Linked DNA regions of Rattus norvegicus: region 1 is linked to region 2. A link is a contact called in public Hi-C data. All regions are on one chromosome and are shown on one strand. The core of a region is the stretch at or near the end of the contact, and the rest is flanking DNA. Distances in the headings are between cores, read along the strand shown.

What was found. Hi-C and Micro-C count contacts between places; a contact is called where the count stands out from the background.
Region 1: a contact with region 2 is called in a Hi-C map of Schwann cells, with 15 times the contacts expected there. The contact joins two enhancer-like sites. A contact is called at or near these places in 3 of 12 Hi-C or Micro-C datasets (the Rat2 cell line, Schwann cells and frontal cortex).

What each region holds. Positions count from the first base shown.
Region 1 is chr3:150,623,762-150,627,544 of GRCr8, reverse strand. The region is part of intron 12 of Kif16b (kinesin family member 16B); the gene reads left to right. Among named protein-coding and RNA genes, the nearest start is that of Kif16b, 82 kb to the left of the region's middle. Within about 2 kb of position 1,539, at least 4 of the 93 cell types and tissues checked have an H3K27ac peak or open chromatin away from gene starts, as enhancers often do. A contact at or near this core is called in Schwann cells, where this site is marked.
Region 2 is chr3:150,040,359-150,043,945 of GRCr8, reverse strand. Macrod2 (mono-ADP ribosylhydrolase 2) reads right to left here. Exons shown (of 18, transcript XM_039106858.2): 13 at 1,303-1,371. Among named protein-coding and RNA genes, the nearest start is that of Kif16b, 670 kb to the left of the region's middle. Within about 2 kb of position 1,860, at least 3 of the 93 cell types and tissues checked have an H3K27ac peak or open chromatin away from gene starts, as enhancers often do. A contact at or near this core is called in Schwann cells, where this site is marked.

The sequences.
Region 1 (3,783 bases), core at 290-2,789, 580 kb before region 2:
ATTTCTTAAATGAGAAAGAAGTGACTTGGTCTCAGTGTTCGAGTTAGAGTTAGAGTTAGTTGTAGTGCTGGGACATACTCCCTTTTCTAACCTGACACTCCTTAGTTGTGACTTAGTTACCTTTAGCAGTGACATCTAAATAGTTATCTTTTCAGAACCTAATTTCACTTCACTTTGAGAGCATGGCTAACCACATGTTTCAGAGCACAATTTTAACACGTAAACTTCAAAGACAAGTTATACTGGCACTAGTAGCCATTATATAATGAGTTTCATTTGCATTTAAATTATTCTTCAGAGTTTTGGAAGTTCATTTAAAACAAATGTCTTGAATTTATTATTATACTAAACCAGAGTGATTATTTTTTGTTAAATTTAACAACAATTCTCTGAATGTCTTCAGAATCACAAAATAACAGTCTGCTGTTAGTAAGTAAAATATAGGATTTTTTGTGTTTGTTTGTTTTAGGCAAACAAAAGTATCAGAGAAGAAAAGTAGCGACAACTAAATGTGTGTTTTCTCAGAAAGCTAATCTTGTCATACTTTGCATATCGTACAAGGAGACTTGTCACGTTAACAAGTAGCAGTCCCAATATGGGCAAAGCCATTGTGTTTTAAGAGCAACCCATATTCTTGTTTTACAGGATACATTTATCCTGAGAATAGTTGGAGTAAAAGCTGTGCTCTTGGGAGTGGTTTGGGGTTTTTACACCACTAGATGGCACTGCAGTTAGGGAAACAAACCTCACAGCTCTTCACTAGCATCTCTGGCGGCAAAGCTGTCTGAAAGGATGTACTACTAAAGGGAATTGAAGAGGCCCCAGTGATTTCTGGGTACAGGGTCTGTGAGAGGCAGGTTGTGGAGAGTTTAGTGTTAGGGGTTATTTAGCTGGTGCCTTCTTGAAGCCACACCAAAACCTGATGCAGAGATGTGAACACACCCTCATATTCTGGAGTTTCCATTCTCATCCTTCTGGAACAGTTTTCCTAAACTGCTTTAAGGAAGGAATAGCAGAGGCTGCTTAACATTTCAACGGTGGCTCTTACTGTGTGTCATGTGTGGTCATTCTGATGACTTTTTAGAAAGCTGGCCTGCTTTCTTCCCTTCTTTTATTTTCTCCCTCCCTCCCTCTCTCCCCGCTCTTGTCCTTTCCGTTTTATTTATTTGCTTTTCTTCATAAGAACCATCTTGTACTGACTATTTACACCTTACTTTCTTCATCTTTGGCTCTAAAGTGTTCTTAAGAGAATTAAAACTTCCATTCCCTGTGTCCTTGTTCTGTATCATTCCTTGTATGTTTGAGGCTTTCCACATTAGTGAATGTGTTCAAAAGATAGTTCTCTTTTTGGCCTCATCTATTGAGAACCAAGAATCTTCTAGAAGACTGCTCATATTAAGATTTTTTTCCCCCAACTCTTTCATTTACATGGAAGCAGGCAGAAGGCACTGCCAACAGGCACAGATACACTACAAGGTGGCAGAAAATAATGGTGAAGATGACCTCACTTAGCCATTTGGTGACCATGTGACAGGGTGACTTATTTAGACTCTATGTGGTTCAGTTCAGATTGTGAAATGGGCCCATGGTATTTCACTGGGTCGCTGTGAGAATGAAGGGGTTGTTGTAAAGCTGCTTTCATGTTAGAGTCCTAGTTGGATAGAAAAGGCTTTCTCGTAGCTTGAATTCAGAAGCATTATTCTCCTAGGGAGCGGAGGCTGTTGGGGAAACTGACGGAGTATAGTTTAGCAGTCAGAGGACAGAAGAGCCCAGCTATAGAAAGGGCATGAACAGCAGACCTTAATTTCCTGGTTAATACTCCTTTTTCTTCATTACTGCTTGAAAGAAAATAGTGAGCTAATTTAAATTCTGGTGGTATATTCTGAAGACGCTTTTCTCGTTTAGTTTCATTATCTGAACCATCAGTATTTCTTTTGAAGTGTCTAAGTAGTGTATTGAAATTTCTTACTCATTTCTCTCATTTCACATTGAATTAATGACAGAGTATTCGAAGTGGATGAAGTCTTAGGGCTGATCTTATCCAACCTTGTCATGATACATTGTGAGCATAGAGCCTGCACACAGGGTTTCTCCTGCAACTTCTCAGGATTACACAGGGAATGGGTGTTCAAGCTGAGGTCAGAATATGATTTTCTGATTTCCAGTTCAGTGTCCTTCGTAGAAGTGACCACTCTGGTGTGTTCCTGTGTCCCTCTCTCCTTCGCAGGATGCATTAAACTTTTATTATAACAAAAAGTTGCAAATAAAGATACATAAACTTTAGATTTTGAATTTTAGGAAATGTTTGTTGATGAGCTTTTCCAGCATTACTCTATAGAGGACTGAGTAAGCTCCTTCAGTGAGTGTAGGGAATGCCAGATTAAACCAATGAAAAGGGATTGTGGAGTTGTGTGACAGGGGAGAGAAGAAGCATCTTTAGATATGTGCGGGGGACACCTGTGAAATTAAAGTCAGCCGACTTGCTTTAAAACGTTCAGAAATCCTTGAGCATTCTCTTTACTTTTTGCTCCCAACTTACTTGATCTCTGAGAGGATTTATATTTGGTGCTAAGAGAAACATCTTCCTTTCACTTTGGTATCTCAAGGTTACAAATGTGTGTTTTGAAGTGATTTTTTACAATGAAAGTGCTCTGAGTTCTCTTTAGTTTTCTTTATTTGTGTTTTTGCAGACTTTAAGAAAGGTGGTGTGCTCAAACTAGTCAGCGCTGTAGCATGGGGTGGGAAACCATTGATGAGCCACGCTCCGACGGAGAAGCTACTGGACACTTAATGACATTGGGGACCTGGGGAGTCAGCTTTCTTTAAGGCTGTGGCCTCTGATAGTTAGATTATCTAGTGAGGACCCCACAGCTCTAAGTGGGTCCTTATGGACAGGGCAAACTGGGGTCACAGGCTGTTAAAGTATAAGAAAAGGTGCAGCTCTCTGGTCAAAGGGAACTGCTCTCTTAGAAGATCGTGGTATTCAAATGCAAGTGGGGCTTAGTTTATCAGAGCTTGCGTGCTGCTTTTATCAGCTGATACTGATGTGCATTCTTTAGGGTCCGAGCTTGACCCCCCAGTGTCTATTGAAAACTCTGTTCTGAGGTAATGATGGCTCTTGCTCAGGGAAGTATACGTGGACTAGGCTGGCGAGGCTAGGACAGGATGTCAATCAGTAGTCAGTACCTGACCTCTGTCTACTAACTACAGAGACAAACTATAGTAAAAAGCAGTGACCATATTGGGAAGGGAGACTATTGGAGGGGTTCTCTGTCACCCTCTCTCAAATTTGCCTTCTGGGCTCTTAACATGGGGTTAGGTTTAAGGTAGTTAAGTTGGGAGAAGTGTGGCCCTGTGCATCATCGACCAATCCTTGTCTCTGATCCAGTCCCTTGCAAGACAACTTCTCAGAACTGTGTGGACTCTGGGAAACTAGTTCCTTTTCTATATGGTCACCTGCCCCCAGCCACTTTCTCCCAGAATGAAATTCTTGGGCATATTCTAATTATTTGGAGACATTATTTCAACAGTTTGATAGCCAGGAGAGGCACACACATCTCTTTAGATAAGGTTGGTAATATTGTGTATTATAATGACCAATGGCAGTCATGAAGGTTCAACAGTCCTCAGCCCACATGGGGCTCTTTCCTTCCTGTCTGGTTGTAGGCCTTTTACACCTGTACTAGTGAAATTATACACAAAGTTCAATGCCTACCTCCCCACCATTCTGTCCTATAGAGCAGAGGTAAGGATGGTAGTTAATGTCTACCATGACCTGTGATC
Region 2 (3,587 bases), core at 611-3,110:
GAACTCAGCTCCTCATGCTTCCACAGAGAGTGCTTTGGCCCCCTGTTTCATGCTCCTAGCCTGAAGATAGACATTACTCTTCTCCTCATTACAGAAGGAAAGACTGAAGTACAAATTCACCAAGTATTTCCTCGGCAATCATTTGTTCACTTCTTGAATTATCTGTCAAAAGTTAGCTAAGTAACTGTAGCAGAACTAGGATTAAGCCCCAAGAATATAACCCAGTATTTTATATTCTTTTTTTTTAAAGATTTTATTTATTTATTATATATAAGTACACTGTAGCTGCCTTCAGAAACCAGAAGAGGGCATCAGATCGCATTATAGATGGCTGTGAGCCACCATGTTGTTACTGGGAATTGAACTCAGGACCTCTGGAAGAGCAGTCAGTGCTCTTAACCACTGAGCCATCTCTCCAGCCCCCAGCATTTTATATTCTTATCAACTGCCCTCAACTACATGTCTTAAAACAGAGACTCGCCAGGCAATGGGACATGGAATTATATATGCCATTAAAGGAGTATTAAAATTTCGAGACTATTTTGATTCTTTGGCAGATTCAAAGAATAGCAAGTCTTCGTAGCACTGTGTGCCTGTTTTCAAATCAGATTGGATTGAAGAAATGGATTCAAAGTACATACTTAAGTTCCAAGTCGATGATATGGCTTACAAGACACCCATTTGTTCAAATATAATAGTCTAGTCTGGCTTTAGTAGGTACTAATGGCAGATATCAAACATTATTTCTTATGGGAAGAGTTACCCACCAATCAGAAGGGAGAGGAGAGGAGGACCTCCTTTTATTTTCCTTTATTATGTTTGAAAGCATTTGCACCTCTGTTTTGTGGCACTTATCTTTACAGCAGTCAAAATTTCTCCTAATTGGTATTAGTTTCTTCTTGGTTTACGTGGGCTTTCTCTTAGTAAGAGTCCATAGAAATGCCTCAGGTTGGTTTTTATGGGTGCCTTTCAAACATTTCCCCCTTAAGCCATGGGCCTCGGGTAGGTGGTCCTCCACACCACTCTTTCAAACTTCTGTCTATGAATAGTTACAAACAGCAGAATCGACAAAGTCTTGAGTTTCAGATAAACATCTTTTTTCCTCTGTGCCTGCTCTTATATTCATGAACATTATTTTTAGAGGAACAAATGTAAATGTCTATAGAAATTCTGCAGAGGCTCAGTAGGGCGTGGAGCAGAGTGGGTTCAAAATAGAGACTTTTGCTGCATCCGTTGCCCATATAAACAAACCTCACACTGTTTACTTTTAAAGACCTGTGATATTTAGATGTGGACTCATACCTTCATCTTTATGGACTTCAGCTTTGTCTTCAGAAGCAGGGCTGGGCACTGGGGTGGTGTTGACACCATCTATAAAACAGAAAGAAAGGCCTCAGGCTTAGTACCTTCAGGCTGTGGCTTTTCCTTCCCTACATCTGCCTCTCCACTGGCCTGCGAAGGTGTTTATATCCTTCACACACCAAATGGTCTTACAGGGACAGAGGGTTGTAATGCATTTTTTTATATATAAAAAATGAAGCATAAATCTTCACATAAGACAGAGGCCAATGAAATACAAAATGCATTCTGGGGAACACATGTTTGTTGGCTGTAGTATGCCAACAATACCAGTAGCATTTTGCTTCCTCCACAGTTCTCAAAGAATGGAATACTGTTTTGGATTTGTGGTGGGTGGTAATGTATACCCATGCGAGTTTCTACAAAGTGCCTCGATTGTGTGATTTTTAGAGTTTGCTTTTGCTTAGCTCAGCACTTCTATGGGCTGCCAATCCACTGGGCTGTCCAGCTGGACAGTGGTTCTGTGGCTGTCAGCAGTGTAGTCCAGGAGAAGGGGACCACTCAAAATAGGCACCCAGAGATATGCAGGGATATCATGTCACCCAGTTATAGAATGGACACCACGGATAGGGAAGACTGTCCACCTCACAGTACCAATTAAGCCCATTCAGAGCTCATCTCTCTTACTGGTCTCACCAGAACCATGGGGATCTGATTCATGTTTGGCCTCCAAAGTGTTAGATAATTATCTACTAGCATTAAAACTGTAAATTAGGATATAGGGAAGTATTAAAGTCATCTCCCAACTGGTAAAACAATATACATATTTTTCTTAGAGTTATTCAGTCACAGATTTAGAGATAAAATACCCAATTCAAGGACACTTTCCTACTTTCTAGCATTTCATCTGTCCTTTACCTATGGTTGTTACTTTCAGGTTGCACCTCTATTGGAACACAGAATAGCATCTGCGGAAGGTAGACAGGGAGGGGAGGCGGATCACTCTCTTTCCTTAGGCATCAACTACCTTTGACTTAAACAAAAGGCACCGACCATTAACCTTCCCTTAAGTCACCGCATGTTCCGATTTTCATCTCCCTTCAGAGCAAAACTGCCTGAAAAAAATCATTGTCTCTGCCTTCTGCGCCTTCATTCCCGAAACCCTGCATAAGCCACGTGTGGTTTTCTAGTAGTCTTCCTAACTCTCTCTTCTAAGGTGCTGGCCTCTTTTCTTTGCCATCAAGTTCGAGACAACCCCAAAAGGTCTTGAACTTGACATCTTCCTGCCTCAGTCTCCCTCTCAGGCAGCATCACTTACAATTTCCTTTCTTCCTGTCCATCTGACTTGACTTCTCAGTAGCATTTTCTAGCCCCATCCCTGATCTTTTAAAGACATATCACTGTAGCAGCTGCCTCTGCCTTGCTTGACAGGGATGTAGATGTCATGACGTCCCAGCTCCTTTGCCTTTGACAATTACATATTCTTCTCACTGACTCTCCTTTCAGTCCCAGGCTTTAAATATCCCTTATATCACAGTGTCCCCTAATCCTGGTCTTTAGTGTTCACCTCTCCCTAATATGAACGTGTTTATCTAATGTGACATCCCTTATGGCTGTCTGCACATATTTTCAAATTGTTGATGCAAAAGCTAAACGATTAACTTTTTCAACAAAATGATTTCCATGGAGCAGTTAAGTGATACTGTTGCCCCCGAGACACTGAAGCTAGACTCCTATGACCTGCATGGGATTCCTCTTTCCCCATGTGCCCCGCCCACCCAGCCTTCCAACTTCTGTACCCTGTTGCTTCTTATTTCGAGAATGTGCCACATTTCAGTCTTTTGGTCTCTATTTCCGGAACCCTCTGTCATGGTGCCTGAAGTCATCTCCTAACTCTACCTTTATGACCCATTTTTACCCCCTGGGAAAAACAAACTCATTAATACATAGATCATTTATTCCAATGGTTAAAATGTTCCAATAAATTCTCAGTTAAAGCACATGTTGCCCACAATCTGGGCCTATGATTTCTTACTTGTCTCACACTCTACTGAGCTCACTCTGCTCCAGTCACACCCCTCTCCCCATCCCCATCCTAAAGTTAATTTATTCTCTGTTCCCTCTGTCTAGAAGGGGTTTTCACCACATCAGTATTCAGACACCATCTCAAGCAACACTTCCCCATTGAGTCCTCCTTAGAGTTGCCCTCTGAGGGTTACCACAATTTCACCTCTTTACTCGGCAAGCTACTTGAACTGTCTGATAATTGTATCCTTTTGATTTGTTTA